Regions from separate parts of the Zea mays genome. Here region 1 is linked to region 2. Evidence: chromatin contacts called from public Hi-C data. All regions are on one chromosome and are shown on one strand. Each heading gives the region's core, a stretch centred on a gene start, on an enhancer-like site or on the middle of the called end of the contact. The rest is flanking DNA. Distances are from core to core; before and after follow the strand shown.

The links. Hi-C and Micro-C count contacts between places; a contact is called where the count stands out from the background.
Region 1: a Hi-C map of ear shows a contact between it and region 2, with 2.6 times the contacts expected there. The contact joins the promoter of LOC109939901 here to the enhancer-like site in region 2. A contact is called at or near these places in 3 of 25 Hi-C or Micro-C datasets (ear, leaf and root tip).

Annotation. Positions count from the first base shown.
Region 1 is chr5:29,691,110-29,695,296 of Zm-B73-REFERENCE-NAM-5.0, forward strand. It overlaps LOC109939901 (transcription factor MYB30), which reads left to right and starts at 2,416. Exons shown (of 2, transcript XM_020538288.1): 1 at 2,416-3,039; 2 at 3,690-4,187. The coding sequence starts at 2,777.
Region 2 is chr5:29,609,262-29,613,421 of Zm-B73-REFERENCE-NAM-5.0, forward strand. No RefSeq gene overlaps it. Among protein-coding and RNA genes, the nearest start is that of LOC109939901, 82 kb to the right of the region's middle. Within about 2 kb of position 1,935, at least 18 of the 20 cell types and tissues checked have an H3K27ac peak or open chromatin away from gene starts, as enhancers often do. A contact at or near this core is called in ear and leaf, where this site is marked.

The DNA of each region.
Region 1 (4,187 bases), core at 1,166-3,665, 82 kb after region 2:
GCGCCAACTGTCGGCGTTTCGACCCCGAGGGGTCCCTGGACCGACGAGTAAACTGTCGCCGCGTGTCCCAGCCCAGATGGGTCGGCGCGAGACGGAGCACGAAGGGGGGAAACAAGGAGACAGGCGTAAAGGGGAAACCCGCGGCCTTCGTGTTTGTCCTGCGCCCAGGTCGGGTGCGCTTGCAGTAGGGGGTTACAAGCATCCGCGTGGGGGGGAGCGAGAGGCTTGTACGCGCCGTCCCATCCTCTCCGCGTGGCCAACCTTCTCGTACGAGAGCCCTGGGCCTTCCTTTTATAGGCGTAAGGAGAGGGCCCAGGTGTACAATGGGAGATGTAGCAGTGTGCTAACGTGTCTAGCAGAGAGGAGCTAGTGCCCTAAGTATATGCCGTCGTGGCAGCCGGAGAGGTTTTGGCACCCTGTTCATGTGATGTCGTGGTCGTCGGAGGAGCGCTGGAGCCTTGTGGAAGGACAGCTGTCGGGGCTGTCGAGTCCTTGCTGACGTCTCCTTGCTTCCGTAAGGGCTGAGAGCCGTCGTCGTCATGGAGCACGCGGGGCGCCATCATTATTTGTTTACCGGGGCGAGCCAGATGGGACGCCGGTCTTGTTCCCCTTAGCCTGAACTAGCTAGGGGTAGGGTAATGATGGCCCCCCTGTGACGTGGTCGGTCCGAGCCCTGGGTCGGGCGAGGCGGTGGCTCCTCCGAGGTCGAGGTCGAGTCTGTCTTCCGAGGTCGAGGTCGAGTCCGAGCCCCGGGTCGGGCGAGGCGGAGACCATCGTCTGAGGACAAGGCTGAGTCCGAGCCCCGGGGGTCGGGCGAGGCGGAGTTCGTCGTCTTCCGGAACCGAGGCCGAGTCCGAGCCCTGGGTCGGGCGAGGCGGAGTTCGTCGTCTTCCGGAGCCGAGGCCGAGTCCGAGCCCTGGGGTCGGGCGAGGCGGAGTTCATCGTCTTCCGGAGCCGAGACCGAGTCTGAGCCCTGGGTCGGGCGAGGCGGAGTTCATCGTCCGAGGCCGAGACGGGGGCCGAGCCCTGGGGTCGGGCGAGGCGGAGCTTCCTATGGCGTCCGAAGCCGGACTTGGCTGCTGTCAGCCTCACTCCGTCGAGTGGCACAGCAGTCGGAGCGACGCAGGCGGCGCTGTCCTCTTGTCAAGCCGGTCAGTGGAGCGGCGAAGTGACTGTGGTCACTTCGGCTCTGTCGACTGAAGGGCGCGCGTCAGGATAAGGTGTCAGGTCATCCTTGCATTAAATGCTTCTGAGATACGGTTGGTCGGCGTGGCGATCTGGCCAAGGTTGCTTCTTGGCGAAGACTGGGCCTCGGGCGAGCCGAAGGTGTGTCCGTTGCTTGAGGGGGCCCTCGGGCGAGACGTGAATCCTCCGGGGTCGGCTGCCCTTGCCCGAGGCTGGGCTCGGGCGAGGCGAGATCGTGGCCCTTGAGTGGACCGAGCCTTGACTTAATCGCACTCATCAGGCCTTTGCAGCTTTGTGCTGATGGGGGTTACCAGCTGAGATTAGGAGTCTTAGGGGTACCCCTAATTATGGTCCCCAACAAAACTATAGTGATTTTGTCTTCTAGTGCACGTTCATTTTAAAAATTATTATTTTCATATGAATTTTTCTAGACTGAATCTGCATTAATAACGTTTACATGTGAGCAACTAAGTATGTATGTGAATTCATTATGAATGTGCCTTAAAAGTTTTTTTAGGGCTAGTTTAGGAACCCCAATTTACCAAGGGAAAATAGAAATCCCTTAGGAAATTGGGTTTCCCAAACTAGCCATTAGTGGACACTTTTCTCTTGGAGTTGGTTTTCATACTCCCTCCACCCCAAAGATACTAGTATTAGTTCTAGACTAAACATGCATTCATTAACTAATTTATAAATGTAGTTTATATGCATGTATATATTCGTTACTATTCATTCGAACGTGAAAAGAAAAAAGAAGGGCTAAAAACTATATTTTGGAACGGAGAGAGAGTGTATTTTAAGGATAAAATAAAGCAATAGAACAGAAGAAAAAAAAGGCAGAAGATTGAAATGAATCGTGCACTTGAAATCCTTTAATTAGAAAGCTAGAACGCAGAAAAGTTGTGAATAAAGGCATGTGAATGGCGCGCAAGAGAAGAATCCTAAGGCACAAGGGAAAAACAAAAACCAGAGGGTTGGACTCCGGAAGGTGTATGGGATAGTTCATTTCATAGGAACTTTAAAAGAATTCTTGTATTCTCTCTATAGGAAAATTCAATCGTCCAAAATTCCTTCATCATTTCCTCCATTTCGAAAGGGGACTAGTAAGTATATGATTTTCCAAAAGATTCATTCCTCCCATCGTCCCTACGTTTCTCAGATGAGGAAAAAGAAGTAGGAAAAGGAGAACGGTGCTGCTAACTGCCCAGGCTCAGCTGAATGAATCCCTGCACGAGTCCAAAGGCCAAAGCTGCGGCCAACGCGCAGCACTGCAGCGTGCGGGCCCGGCCAGGCAGCCAGCGCACGGGCGACGGGGCCCACCCGCACCCGTGGAAGCAAAACGCAAGCGAGCGTCGCGTCTCGTCTCATCACCTCGCACGTTTTCCAAATGTGCCCCGGCGACGGCGATCCTCCCGCACCCTCCTGCCCATAATAAATAGGGACAGCCCGTCCGTCCCCGTCGTGCTCCAGCTCGCCGCTCCACTCTCTCCTGGCCCTGCTGCGGCCGTCGCCGGCTAACTAGCTATAGCCAGCCACTCGGAGTCGGAGGCACAGCACCTCCCCCCGCGTCGCCAGCGCACTTGGACGACCGATGGGGAGGGCGCCGTGCTGCGAGAAGAAGGGGCTGCGGCGGGGCGCGTGGAGCCCCGAGGAGGACCAGCGCCTGGTGGCCTACGTCCGGCAGAACGGGCACCCCAACTGGCGCGCGCTGCCCCGGCAGGCGGGGCTGCTCCGCTGCGGCAAGAGCTGCCGCCTGCGCTGGATCAACTACCTCCACCCGGACATCAAGCGCGGCAACTTCACCGCCGACGAGGAGGCCCTCGTCGTCCGCCTCCACCGCGAGCTCGGGAACAGGTCCGTCCGTCAGCGACACCCCGCTCCCGAGCTGCCAACTCCTTTGCCCCCCCCCTGCTCGTCATTTCTTCTCTCCATCGAAAGAAAACAGAGGCATTTGTTTTTTTCTTCCCTCTCTGGAACATAAAAAAAAAGTCTGCGCGCTGCAGCCTGCAACAGTGGTTCAGATGTATGGAAAAAAATACTCCTCGCCATCTTTTCAAGCTTTTTGCTAGTACGCCTTTTATCATTGCATTGCTCGGCGGCCATGGCCATAGCCGCCTCGAAACCCGTCCACTCGGAGAGAGGACAATCCATGGCCATAGCCCCACTTGCGAGGTACCCAATCCAGTCCAGGCCGGAGATTCCGTCTCGTTTGGCCTCGCGTGGTGAAATAAAATCCTGCGCTGCCTCTGCCTGCCTGCCTGACAGCAGCAACGCCATTTCGCCACTTGCAAAGCTGATCCTGGCCCTGAAACAGGACCACGCACACTTCGGAAAATGGGGGCTGATGCAGCGCCCATCCTACCAGTTAAAAAAAAAAATTAAACCGCACATGAGATTAGAGCCCCACTAGTTGCTGAACTCGACTGTTTCTCCTCGTCGGACGTGTCGTGTTCCTGGCTCCGGGGCTCCTCCGATTGCTGAACGTTTACGTGGCAACAACGCAGGTGGTCAGCGATCGCCGCGCAGCTGCCGGGGCGCACCGACAACGAGATCAAGAACGTGTGGCACACCCACATCAAGAAGCGCCTGGGGGGCGACGACGGCGGCGGCACCGGCGGACGGCAGGAGAAGAAGGCGCGCAAAAGCAGGACCAGGACCGCCGGCGCCACCAAGAGACCAGCCGCCGACGTGGACAGCAGCGAGCGGCAGCCGGCGTCGCCGGGGCAGTCGAGCAGCGTGAGCAGCGGCGTCACGTTCTCCGCCGCGGCCGTGTCGTCGTCGCCCGACAACGCGGCCGCCACCAGCCGCCAGGAGGAGCAGCTGCAGGTCGGCGGCGCCGGCAAGGCGGAGATGGAGATGGAGATGGAGATGGAGAGCTTCAGCTCCGCCGAGTTCCCGGCCATCGACGACAGCTTCTGGTCGTCGGCGGACGTCACGGACCTGGGCCTTTGCGCCATGGACGGGGATGAGCTGGGCATCGCCGGCCCGCCCTCGTCGTCCAC
Region 2 (4,160 bases), core at 685-3,184:
TGGTGCTCCTCCCAGCCGGGTTGAGGAGATGCTGGACGCAGACGACGACGTCAATGCTGCGCATCGGTTTCGCACCATTAGCAACATTTTTGGGGCTGCTTCGAATACAGGAGTGGTGACCCAGGAACTGGCCATGCAGGAGTGCCAGGCCGACACCGAGGAGCCAGCCACATTTGAGGAGGCTCAGGCACACGAGTGCTGGAGACTCGCCATGATTTACGATATCACCTCCATTGAAGCAAATGGAACCTGGGAGCTGGTGGACCCTCCTCCGGGACAGTGCCCAATCGGACTCAAGTGGGTCTACAAACTGAAGAAGGACACCACGGGGATCATCGTCAGGCATAAGGCGTGTCTCGTCGCAAAGGGCTATGCTCAGCGATTTGGGATCGACTACGACAAAAGTGTGATCACCTGGCAATCTCAGAAGCAGAAAGTGGTGGCACTCTCTAGTTGTGAGGCAGAATATATTGCAGCTGCAACGGCTTCTTGTCAAGGAGTGTGGTTATCGTGCCTACTTGCAGAGCTCAGAGGAAAAAAATGCAGACACTATCACTCTGAAGATTGACAATCAGTCTGCTATTCAGTTAAGCAAAAATCCTATCTTTCATGATCGAAGCAAGCACATAGATGTCAAATATCATTATATTCATGAGTGCGTCGAGGAAGGCAGGGTAGATGTTGAGCCAGTTGACACCAAGCTCCAACTAGCAGACATCCTAACGAAGGCACTAGGGCGAGACCAGTTTGTTCAGCTGCGTTCCAAGCTCGGCCTCGTCGACACTAGACAAGTGAACAAGGCTTAGGAGGAGACTTGTTGGAATAATAAGCCTTGTCACGTTATTTTTGTAGTCATCAAGTTAGGTGCATGCATTAGTTAGTTTTAGTGCTGCACGAGCTCTAGAATTTGTGGACGTCGTGCGTAGTGTGGTTCAGTGGTTGTGGTGGAGCGAGTCGCGCGGTCACCCAGAGACGCAGATGCTTTCACGATGTGCGAGCGTGGGGATGGACGCGCTAAAGACGGGCATCGTGAAGACACTCGAGTCTTCCCAGTGTAATCGTTTCCGTTGATAAATATGCATCAGAAAACGTCGCAACTTAGCGCGGCAAAAATCTCTCTTGAGTCAGTAGAGTGTGTGTGAGTTTGTGAGGTACAGTCTTCTTCTCTGAAGCCGACGTTCGTAGGACAGCGAGCTATCGTATCCCAACACTGCTCGCTCGCGCCCGGCTTCCTGCGTGTCGCAGTTTTTTTCCCCGAGCTCCCTCGTCGTGGTCGCCCAGCCCAGCCGCGCCCAGCTCCCTCATCGACCTCAGCTTCTCCCACGCTCTGCTCCCTGCGCGCCGTGGAGTTCCTTGCCCGCCGTCCGCGCCCCTGTTCCCGGTCCTCGGCGCGCCGCTCCTTCAGCTCGACCGCCTCTCCCTGGCCACGGTTTCTTCCCCAAGCTTCTCCCTCTCAAGGCGCACGCGAAGTTTGTCCCCTGCGCACGTCTTCTTCCCCCATCGCGCCGCAGCTCTCTGCCGAGCACGGCCTCTGCAGCTCGCTGCTCTAGCCCATCCCCTTCCTGGCGCTTGGCTCCAGCTCGGCCGCGCGCCCTGGCGTTCGCCATGGCCACCGCACCATGGAGCCCTGCGCGCTCGGCTCTGCTCGCTCCCTGTGCTCGCGCCCAACCGAAGTTCCCTGTGCGCGCACCCTGGTGTCCGTTCGTTACTGCGCGCGCGTGCTCGCCGGCTGTGCAGCTCGCCCATGGTGCCCATCTCTCTGTTCGCCTCTGCGCGCAGCCATGTGCTCCTCCGTGTCGTGCTCCTTGGAGCTCGCCTAGTTCCCTCTACTCGCTCGCGCCGAGTCGTCGGACCTCGCCTCCATCCCTATGGTGCTCGGTGCCCTCCCTGCTCCGCGCCGTGACGTGGATTAGGGGGCCGGCTGTCCGGTCTCGTGAATTGCCTCATTGTGGATGGACGGCTGGATGGGGGCAGGCAAATCCGGATCCGTTGCGCTACTCGCAAAGCGCGTGGGGGCCTCGCCGGTCATCCTGCTTCCTTCTGTGCGCTCCGCTTGTCGTCATCCTCCATGCCCCGGGTGCGCTCTCTGCGTCCAGCATCATGGATATGACAGCAGGGCGTCGTGCCTCGTGCGTCTCCCTTTTGTCAACCCGACATGGGCTCTGACCGTCAGCTGAATGCTTGATGCTCGTGCTCGGTCATCTGCAGCAGTTCGCTTGGTGTCAGCTCGCCGACGTTGTTGTTTGCTGCTCGTGGCCGTCGTCTCCTTCTCAACATCCACGTGGACGCTCCCTCGCCGATCGCGCTCTCTGGAGTTCGCTGAACGCCGCTCCTAGTGGGAAAGCTTTGCAAGTTCACGCGTCGTCGCCCTCTATCGCCAGATGCCATCCTCGTCTCGCCACCTCGTTGCCGCGCCATCGTTTTTCTCGTCCAGTGCTCGCGCAGTCTTGCCCAAACCGTGCTGCCGTCTCCCAACCGCTTGCCCTTGCCCCTGCACGCGCTTGTCACGCTAGTCAACCCCGCCTCGGTCATCGTCATCGATACTGCACTTGCCGGTGGTCGAAGCTTGCGTCACCCTCTCCCTCACTGGATTCATGTCCTCACAAGCTCGCTCCAAACTCGATCTCGTCGTCGTTCCGTGCATCGTCAAGAAATCCCAAGCGTCGGGTGAAGACGAAGCTAGCCACGTGATATTTACCAAGTGCTCGATAGAAGGCCTCAGCAAGAATCAGCAATGTTTGCTTGGAATTTTAATTGAATCGGTAACTGTTCTCTAGTTTGTTATTTTTCTAATTGTATGGAGTCGATGCCCTGCTGTGATATCCATGATGCTTAATTGTCGGCGTTTCGAGACCGGGGGTCCCTAGGCCGACGAGTGAAATGTCGCCGCGTGCCCCAGCCCAGATGGGTCGGCGCGAGGCCGAGCACGAAGGGGGAAAAGGCGGCCAGAGACGGGCGTGAGAGAGGTGGAAATCCCGCGGCCTTCGTGTTCGTCCCGCGCCCAGGTCGGGTGCGCTTACAGTAGGGGGTTACAAGCGTCCACGCGGGAGAGGGAGCGAGCGCCTGTCCCGTCCTCTTCCCCGCGCGGCCAACCCTCTGTAAGAGGGCCCTGGTCCTTCCTTTTATAGGCGTAAGGAGAGGATCCAGGTGTACAATGGGGGTGTAGCAGAGTGCTAACGTGTCTAGCGGAGGAGAGCTAGCGCCTAAGTACATGCCATCGTGGCAGCCGGAGAGGTTTTGGCACCCGGTTCGTGTGGTGTCGTGGCCGTCGGAGGAGCGCTGAAGCCTGGCGGAAGGACAGCTGTCGGAGCTGTCGAGTCCTTGCTGACGTCCTCTTGCTTCCGTAAGGGGGCTGAGAGCCGCCGTCGTCACAGAGCGTGCGGGGCGCCATCATTGCTTATCTGGCGGAGCGAGCCAGATGGGACGCCGGTCTTGTTCCCCGTAGCCTGAGTCAGCTTGGGGTAGGGTAATGATGGCGCCTCCTGTTGACGTGGTCGGTCCGCGCCCTAGGTTGGGCGATGTGGAGGCTCCTCTGAGGTCGAGGTCGAGTCTGTCTTCCGAGGCCGAGGTCGAGTCCGAGCCCATGGGTCGGGCGAGGCGGAGACCGTCGGCTGAGGCCAGGGCTGAGTCCGAGCCCTGGGGTCGGGCGAAGCGGAGTTCGTCGTCTTCAGGGGCTGAGCCTGAGTCCGAGCCCTGGGTTGGGCGAAGCGGAGTTCGCCGTCTTCAGGGGCTGAGCCCGAGTCCGAGCCCTGGGTCGGGCGGAGCGGAGTTCGCCGTCTTCCGGGGCTTAGCCCGAGTCCGAGCCCTGGGTCGGGCGGAGCGGAGTTCGCCGTCTTCCGGGGCTTAGCCCGAGTCCGAGCCCTGGGTCGGGCGAAGCGGAGTTTCCTATGGTGCCTGAGGCCGGGCCTGGCTGCCTGTCAGCCTCGCTCTGTGGAGTGGCACAGCAGTCGGAGCGGCGCAGGCGGCGCTGTCCTTCTGTCAGGTCGGTCAGTGGAGCGGCGAAGTGACTGCGGTCACTTCGACTCTGTCGACTGAAGGGCGCGCGTCAGGATAAAGGTGTCAGGCCACCTTTGCATTAAATTCTCCTGCGATTTGGTCAGTTGGCGCGGCGATTTGGTCAGGGTTGCTTCTTGGCGAAGACAGGGCCTCGGGCGAGCCGG